3 separate regions of the Sus scrofa genome follow, and regions 1 and 2 are each linked to region 3. A link is a contact called in public Hi-C and HiChIP or PLAC-seq data. All regions are on one chromosome and are shown on one strand. The core of a region is the stretch at or near the end of the contact, and the rest is flanking DNA. Distances in the headings are between cores, read along the strand shown.

Region 1 (2,700 bases), core at 136-2,635, 120 kb after region 3:
TTCCCATTCCAACCTTTTCCCAAGTGTGGCTCAGGGTTATAACTTAACTCCTGATTTCCCCATGGTTTCTTTGATTTCTTAGCCTTCTGCTAAAGCCTCACAAAAGAATAATTAGCAAAATAATACACCAAATTGTGTGGGTTTAACTGTGAATGATAATGATATTTTTATATAAAAAAGCATGCTTTCCAGATACAGTGGTAGATCTGATACTAAACAATGAAAAGTACACTTCTTTGGAAACTTTAAGGTAGGGAGGCAAGAGTCTTAGAAATTAATGATGGGTACAATTTTCTATTTTTTATATATCCTTTCTTGTGTAGTCACGGACTGGACTTCAGCCAAGATACATACTTTCTGTTTATACCTCCCTAGTAGATCAGAAGACATTATCCATGAAAACTTAAAGTATCTGAGTAATTAGGTACCTAATAATACCATCAGTCACCTGAAGTACTCACAGACATGATGAATTTTTCATCATCATTGAAGTGTGTTTGTTATTATTAGGCCAGTGTTTCATTAGTTAAATGTCTCTTCAGTGTAGAGAGTAAGATGGAAATAATGTGTACATGGTATATACATCGTACAAATTTCCCAAGTGAAAACTTGAATAAGTATCCTCTGTGAATTTTCTTGATCTTTTGGAAATATAAGGAGAGTTCAAATCAAAATCAGGATGACTTTTTAAAATCAAAAGCTCAATAAATTGAGCCTATTTTCAAATTCTGAGTTAATTCCTTCAAATTGAGTCCATTTGTTTACTTCATATTATAGAACCAGTTTGAACTAATTATTTTCATTAATTTACCTACTTTTAGTATTATCAGATACATACTATTTTATGTAATAAAATAGTAATTATTTTTTGCTTTAAATACTTCAACTTTTCACTGTCCCTTCCCTTGTTATAATTAGGAAGGTATGACTGTTTTATATGATAGCAGTATTTTAATAGTGTTAATATCCTAACAGTATTGACTAAATAAACAACAGGGAGTTAATTTCATATTATTGTTTGAATAATGTACTGTTATCTTCTTGAGGAAGAGAAAAATACAGAATGTAAATAGGTTTCATACAGAATAAAGGATTAAAAAGTTACAAAGAGGAGTTCCCACTGTGGCGCAATGGGATCAGCATCTTGAGAGTGCTGGGTCACAGGTTCGATTCCTGGCCTGGCACAGTGGGTTAAGGCTCCAGCATTGCCACAGCTGCGGCTTAGGTCACAACTGTGGCTTGGCTCTGATCCCTGGCCTGGGAACTCCATATGCTGTGGTCAGCACCCCCCCCCCCGCCCCCGCAAAAGTCACCAAGAAAACATTGAGAAGATAGATAGCTTAGGGCATAAGGAAGCAGAGAGAGGATTCATAAGTAAGTGCCTTAATACTAATGTTGCGTAAGTTCTCAATATCTATTAGGGATTTTCCTTAGCATTACTGAGCATAACCTCTCTTAGTCCAACTGAGTTACCCGGAATGTTCCCATGTGAAATACTCATGATACTGCTTAAGTAAATGTTCACACTTCAGTTTATAGTATAGTTGTTACTTTATTCTTCTTAATTTTTGTATGTTTTATTATGTAAAGTATAAACATATATTTAACTACATACACTGGGGTTTGCAGTCTCAAAGTTTTTTACTGATGAGTTACATAATTAAAAATACTTATTTGGAAACTACTGCTTCAGTGAAAACAACAGTATAAAATAACTTCTTTGTGCCACAGTGGAGTCATTTGCAGGTTAGGGGGTGTTTCCCCCGGAGGTTGAGTGCTGGCATCCGAGATGAGGAAGATTTTTAGGTACAGGGAGAATACTTGATGTAGATGCTGTTTAATTAAATTGTTGACATCCGTCTCCTGCTTCTGTGAAAGCTGTGGGAAGAGTAGTAAGTCACTGGTTGTTGACTGTAAACCAAAAGGGCTCTACAGAGCTGCTGGTGAGCAGGAGGCAAAGAAGGGGACTGGTGGTTCTGTGAGGGTTATGACTTCCTCAGCGTTTTGGCTCTGAGGTGACTGTCCCTGGGAGCCCTGGCCTGTGATTATGATCCTTCCTCAATTTCAGCTCCAGAAATCTGGCTTCTTCTTCTTTTTTTTTTTTTTTTCTTTTCTTTTTTCTTTTTTTGTCTTTTTAGGGCCGCACCCTCGGCAAATGGAGGTTCCCAGTCTAGGGGTCGAATCAGAGCTGTAGCTGCTGGCCTACACCACAGTCATAGCAATGCTACATCTGACTTCTGCCTGCGGCCTGTACCACAGTTCACGGCAATGCTGGATCCTTAACCCACTGAATGAGGCTGGGGATCGAACTCCCATCCTCATGGGTACTAGTTGGATTTGTTTCTGCTGTGCCACGATGGGAACTCCTCCAAAGACTTGACTTTTGATGGCCGATATTGGCTGTATGTGATGATTGCTTTTTAGCCACAGTGAACATGATGGGCCATTCAATTTTTTTTTCTTAATTTATAATAATAAAAATAACTTTAAAATTATTCAGGAAAAGATAGTCATATTCATAAAGAAAAAAGAACAAGTAAATTTGAAAGACCTAAATAGAACAATTGGAAATGAAAATTATAGTTATTAAAATGAAAATCTCTGTGAATGGGATAAAAAGATAAGATATAGCTAAAGAAAAAAATTAATGATCTTGAAGGTAAATCTGAAGAAATTTCTGATGAAGTATTGAGTTATAAG
Region 2 (2,700 bases), core at 155-2,654, 93 kb after region 3:
GTTTAATCTGCTCTATCTCAGATCCTTAGAGGCCAGCACTGAGCTGCATGTCTGCATTACAAATATTTCAGTCTTTTTGTCCTTCTGATTTTGGTGCCAGAATGGGTAATGATTGGTTTGCTGAGCTTTTGACTAGCCATTAAGCACTATGGCTTTGAAGCAAAACTGAGAGAAGAAAGCTTTTACTTCCCCCTTAATTTTCATTTGTATTTGCAAAATTTATAAGGGCAGAAATCTCTTTTTGGTTATGAGGAAAAGGTGATTGTGCTTAAGTTACAAATTACATTTATCTCCTGGTGGTTGAGTCTAAATCATTGTGTCTTGAGTGCTCTTGTGGCACAGCGGGTTAAGGATCTGGTGTTGTCACTGTAGCAGCTTGGGTTGCTGCTGTGATGCAGGTTCTATCCCTGGCCCAGGAACTTGTACATGCCACGGGTGTGTATGTAGCCAAAAAACCCCAAAAAACAAAATCAGGGTGTCTCAGCAGTGGCATTGTGATGTTCGGGCTGCTTAATTCTCTGTGGTGCTGTGGCGGGGGTGGGTGGGGGTGGGCAGTCTTGTGCACTGCAGGATTTAGCAGCATCCCTGGCCTTTGCCCACTAGATGCAAGAAGCTCACCACCCCCTGACCCCCACCCATCCGTGACAACCAGAAATGTCCACAGACATTGTTAAATGTCCCTTGGGGGTCAAAATCACCCCTAGCAGAGAACCACCACTCTAAATCCTTAAAGCAGACCTGCCGACCACAGTTGTTGATGAGCTCATCACAAATAAGCTGCCGCCTACTTGTTGCTCTGCTTCTGTGAATCCTTAAAAGCTTTTCTTTCATTCTGATGGCTGTTGTTTTGGTTCCCTAATCCTAAAGATCTTGCTGTCATTCAGCCCAGAGGAGTTGTGCCAGGATGAGCAGAGATGGTATGTGTGCTGTATTCCTGGAATCCAGGGAATGTATTCTTAATGGACTTGGCCTCTTAATGGACTTTAATAAACTTGCTCAAAAAGCTGGATATGAAAGCTAGGCCAAGACACATTTGATATGAGACCTTCCGCTCTAAGTCTTCCAAAAGACAATCAGGTCCTCTTGAATTGGTTACTTTGTAATTGGGCAAAAAGTTTGAATATGTCCTAGAGATCAAATCATGATCCTTTTGGGTTTTTTTGTTGTTTCTTGTTTTAGATTAAGAGGTTGTTAGTAGGGTTGTCATGTTTTCACACAATAGGGTGGTATGTTGATTTAGCAGAGAGGTTGCTTACTTATGTTCATCTAGTAGCTGCTAGAATTGGAATCTGAACTCAGATTGTTTTCCTTTTAGGGCTGCACCTGTGGCATATGAAGCCCCAGGGCTAGGGGTGGAATTGGAGCTGCAGTTGTCTGCCTACACCACAGCCACAGCCACACAGGATCCTTAACCCACTGAGCGAGGCCGGGGATTGAAGCTGAATCCTCATGGATACTAGTGGGATTCTTAATTTGCTGAGCCACAAAGGGGAACTCCTGAACTCAAGCTTTCCTGATTGATTTCAGAGCCATGCTTTTTCCTCTGTACAGCGCCTCTCAAACTTTAATGTGCTTAGGACTCGCTTGGGGATCTTGTTAAAATGCAGATTCTGACTTGGTAGGTTTAAGGAAGAGCTGCAGTCCTGCATTTCTAACAGAGTCCCAGGTGAGGCCACGTTGCTGGCCTTTGGACCACACTTTGAGTACTAAAGCTCTGTGCAGTGTTCCTGGATTACTAATTGTGCTGTAGGTAATCCTCCTGGTGATTAACCTGTAAAACTGCTAATCCACAATTGAATATTCAAGAATTGGATGTTTCAGTGATTTTTTTTTCCCTTCATTTTAAGCTTTGCGTATTGGTTACTAGATATTAAGCTTCATGTGTTCACTGGTAGAGTTGAGAGCTTCATTCACCTGAGCTGGCAGTACGGCAGTTCTGTATGAAGTGAATGCCAGTTATAAGAAAGTACCATGAATGATCTGAGGATAGTTGTGGGGGCAAGTGTTTGAACAGTGGCTGTAGTCCATTGATTCTGAAGTGGACATCATTTTACATTTCCCTGTCTCTGAAATTGGGTGTGCCATAAGATAGATGGCATTTTACCATCACTGAGGTTGGCATTTGGCTTCTGCTACTTCTGGCCACTCTCCCACTCCCTGGGGGTAGAGCCTGGCAGCCACCATGGTGAACAAGTGGCCTTGTCTCCCCTCCTTGCTCCTCTCTGTGCCTTGACCCACGGTTCAGTACCTTTGTTCTGTCACTGCTGAACCGAAGCTTGGGAGGCGGAGGCTCCAAGCTTGGGGCTTTTTATATTGGTCAGAAGGGCCACAGGGCAAGGTGGATTTCTCTGTCTACTGCTTGGCTCTGACATCTGCTCTCTGTGGTAGCAAATCTGTTGTAGATTTGTCCTTGTTTTTCCTTGGTAGGAACTCCTCTGGGACCGAGGCAACATCTTAACAAGCTCTTTATTAAAGTAAACATTCTAAATGATAAACTATCTCACCTCTTCTTATTTGCAGCATTGTTATCTCTTGTGAGCCACATGGGAAGTCCTATTTCTTGATAGTACACAAATTAGTAATGTATTTTCCATGGGGTGAGGTTTATAAATTTCCCTAAGTTTAGCAGAAACTGACTTGGAGTTAGGAGGTACGAGTTAAGAGTCTAGCTGGTTGTCCACGTGTCAAGTGAAAGGTGAC
Region 3 (2,700 bases), core at 200-2,699:
GTGTCTGATAAGCCCAAGCTCCCGATCCCTCCCACTCCCTCCCCCTCCCATCAGGCAGCCACAAGTCTCTTCTCCAAGTCCATGATTTTCTTTTCTGAGGAGATGTTCACCAAATGGCAAATTTTATGTTACATATATTTTGCCACAGTAAAAGAAAGTTTAAAAAAACATGAAAGTTGGAATTCACACTGTGGCTTTGTGGTAACAAACCTGACTAGTAGCCATGAGCACTCAGATTCAATCCCTGGCCCCACTCAGTGGGTTAAGGATCCAGTTGCATGAGCTTGGGTAGGTCACAGACATGGCTTGGATCTGGCGTTGCTGTGGCTGTGGTGTAGGCTGGCAGCTGCAGCTCCGATTTGACCCCTAGCCTGGGAACCTCCATATGCTGCAGTGCGGCCCTAAAAAAAAACACCTCAAACCCCTCGAGGATTTAATAATAAAACTATAGATGTGATCCAAGATCCTTGCCTGGCATGGGAGTGACTCATAGAAAGAGTAGAAACTCAGAGGGAAAAGAAACTATGAGGGCCTAGCATCAAGCAAACATAGCTAGTTTGGGAATGGGAACCCAGATAAAGTGAAGTTATCAGGAGCAGAGCAGCAGATGAATAGATATCAGATCCGGGAAAGCCGGATCTTGTGCCCTGTGCAAAAGAGAGTGAACTTGACCCAAGGAAAGGTGTTTAAGCAGAAAGGAACATGTGTATGATCATCTTTGCCCATGAGAAAGATCACCATGTGTGGGGGATCACTGCAGAAGATCAATGTTGAAAACAGAGTGAACTGCTGGGTTAGGCTGTAGCCCAGGTGCAGCCCTAGCCTGCACCATATACAGGGTCCCTAAGGTAATTCTTAAGTGACAGGAGACCCAGTGGTTTCTCTTGGTTTTGTTACCTGCCTTGGCACAAGCTTTCCCGGGTCTAACATGAGCACATGTGTCCTCTCCTCGGCTCAGCCTGGTACCAAGTCCCTAAACTGGGAGGAAGCCCTTGTGGGATTTAGCCCAGTGACCTCATGTGAACCCTGGAAGCTCTACCCTAAACCTCTCTTTCTGGCAAGATCATCTTGTGGAGGGGAGGGATGCCCAGAGACGGGAAGTGAAAGAGGGATGTTGCCCTCCAGCCTGCGGACAATCCCATTGCTCCACTTGGGCTCTGAAGCTGCCTGTCCTATTCCTCTTACCCAGACTGGGGTGGCCTCTCTCAGCTCTGCAAGAATGCACTTCCTGGAGTTTCCATCATGGCGAAGCGGAAAGGAATCTGACTAGTACCCATGAGGACGCAGGCTCGATCCCTGGCCTTGTTCAGTGGGTTAAGGATCCGGCGTTGCCGTGAGCTGTGGTGTAAGTCACAGATGTGGGTCAGACCCCGAGTTGCTATGGCTGTGGCATAGGCCAGTGGCTACAGCTGCAATTCAACCCCTAGCCTGGGAACTTCCACATGCCCTGAGCTCAGCCCTAAAAAGAGAAAGAATGCACTTCCTCCTCCTAAATTTAGACTCCCTGTCCTGCCCCATCCCCATTGCCTGGGGGCTGAGTGTGTTCCCGGTTTCTCACTGAGACCCGCCCTGCTCAGGGCTCCCTGCTAGCACTGTTGCCCAGTTGGAGGCCCTGCTGCAAATCCACAAGGGCTGCCCTTCTGCCTGCACCTTCCTGGGCTGCTCAAGCGGCTCCCTGGCTGCCTCCCTGCTTGAGACTGTGAAGCCATTTTCCAGGCTTGGTGACGTGGCCTGCTGGCCTCCAGCCCTGCGTTCAGTGACCTCATGTTGGTAGCTTGAGATCAGCCCTAGGAGAAAACACCACAGAAATCTACAAACACCACGAATCAGAGATTTTCTTCTGGAGGGCCAGCTGTTTTATCAGCACACCTCTGATTGGGCTTCTGATACTTTCAGAAGAATTAACAAACAAAAGCTTCTGCAAGTAACAGGCAGGGCTTCATTCTCTGACATCTTCTCCCCATCACTTCAGAAGGCAGGTGACCAGGCTCAGTGAAGATTTAAAGCTTCTCATCCCACCCATGGATGAGGTTAAATGCGGGAGGCTGGCTCGCTCAGAAAGACTGATTCCACCTTTGCAGGCACCCTTCCCAAGCTGTGAGGCTCTTAGCCTCTAGAACTAAAGCTGAGTTCTTCCCAGGAGGCTATGCTGTGTGCCCCCCAGTGATGAGGACCCCGCTTCCTATAATCCTCCACTCATGGCCTCTCTGCCCTTGTGCTGAGGCTCAAATGCAGGCAGGCCACCTCCTCCCAGGCACCTGACACACCTTCTCCAAGCCCTTCCTGCAGGAAGCCAGACATACCAGATCTACTGTCTGTGAAGCTGGGGGCTTCCTTATTCCACTAACATCCTTGATCCCACTGAAGAGGCCTGGAAGGTGTTAGAGGACAGAAAGAAGAATGTGGTAATTGATTTGGCTTTACTGTGTTTAAATTGTCAGGGTTTGGATACATTTGAGACTTTATATATTATTACCATTATTTTGTCATTGGGTGGGTGCCATTTTCATAAGATTACACTTTGAGTCCCAAGCTTCTCTCCCTATTAATTCTCACCCCCCACCCCCAAATTATAGATTCAAGTCCTAATCTCCGGCACCTCAGAATGGGACCTTATTTGGAACAGGGTCATTGCAAGTAAACTTGATTAAGATGAAATCATATTGGGGAGTTCCTGCTGTGGTGTGGCGGGTTAAGGAT

What was found. A called contact is a pair of places that touch in the nucleus more often than the background predicts. HiChIP or PLAC-seq counts read pairs in DNA pulled down with a chosen protein or histone mark.
Region 1: a contact with region 3 is called in an H3K27ac HiChIP or PLAC-seq map of alveolar macrophages. The contact joins two enhancer-like sites. A contact is called at or near these places in 1 of 5 promoter capture datasets (liver), 19 of 47 Hi-C or Micro-C datasets (adipose tissue, alveolar macrophages, brain and 11 more) and 2 of 2 datasets of contacts at active chromatin or transcription factors (alveolar macrophages and skeletal muscle).
Region 2: a contact with region 3 is called in a Hi-C map of omental adipose tissue, with 2.9 times the contacts expected there. The contact joins two enhancer-like sites. A contact is called at or near these places in 1 of 5 promoter capture datasets (liver), 25 of 47 Hi-C or Micro-C datasets (adipose tissue, alveolar macrophages, brain and 12 more) and 2 of 2 datasets of contacts at active chromatin or transcription factors (alveolar macrophages and skeletal muscle).

The regions. Positions count from the first base shown.
Region 1 is chr14:12,548,221-12,550,920 of Sscrofa11.1, forward strand. All of the region lies in intron 6 of EXTL3 (exostosin-like 3), which reads left to right. Among named protein-coding and RNA genes, the nearest start is that of EXTL3, 110 kb to the left of the region's middle. Within about 2 kb of position 1,386, at least 1 of the 83 cell types and tissues checked has an H3K27ac peak or open chromatin away from gene starts, as enhancers often do. A contact at or near this core is called in alveolar macrophages, where this site is marked.
Region 2 is chr14:12,525,862-12,528,561 of Sscrofa11.1, forward strand. The region is part of intron 3 of EXTL3 (exostosin-like 3); the gene reads left to right. Among named protein-coding and RNA genes, the nearest start is that of EXTL3, 90 kb to the left of the region's middle. Within about 2 kb of position 1,405, at least 2 of the 83 cell types and tissues checked have an H3K27ac peak or open chromatin away from gene starts, as enhancers often do. A contact at or near this core is called in omental adipose tissue, where this site is marked.
Region 3 is chr14:12,432,917-12,435,616 of Sscrofa11.1, forward strand. No RefSeq gene overlaps it. Among named protein-coding and RNA genes, the nearest start is that of EXTL3, 3.3 kb to the right of the region's middle. Within about 2 kb of position 1,450, at least 6 of the 83 cell types and tissues checked have an H3K27ac peak or open chromatin away from gene starts, as enhancers often do. A contact at or near this core is called in alveolar macrophages and omental adipose tissue, where this site is marked.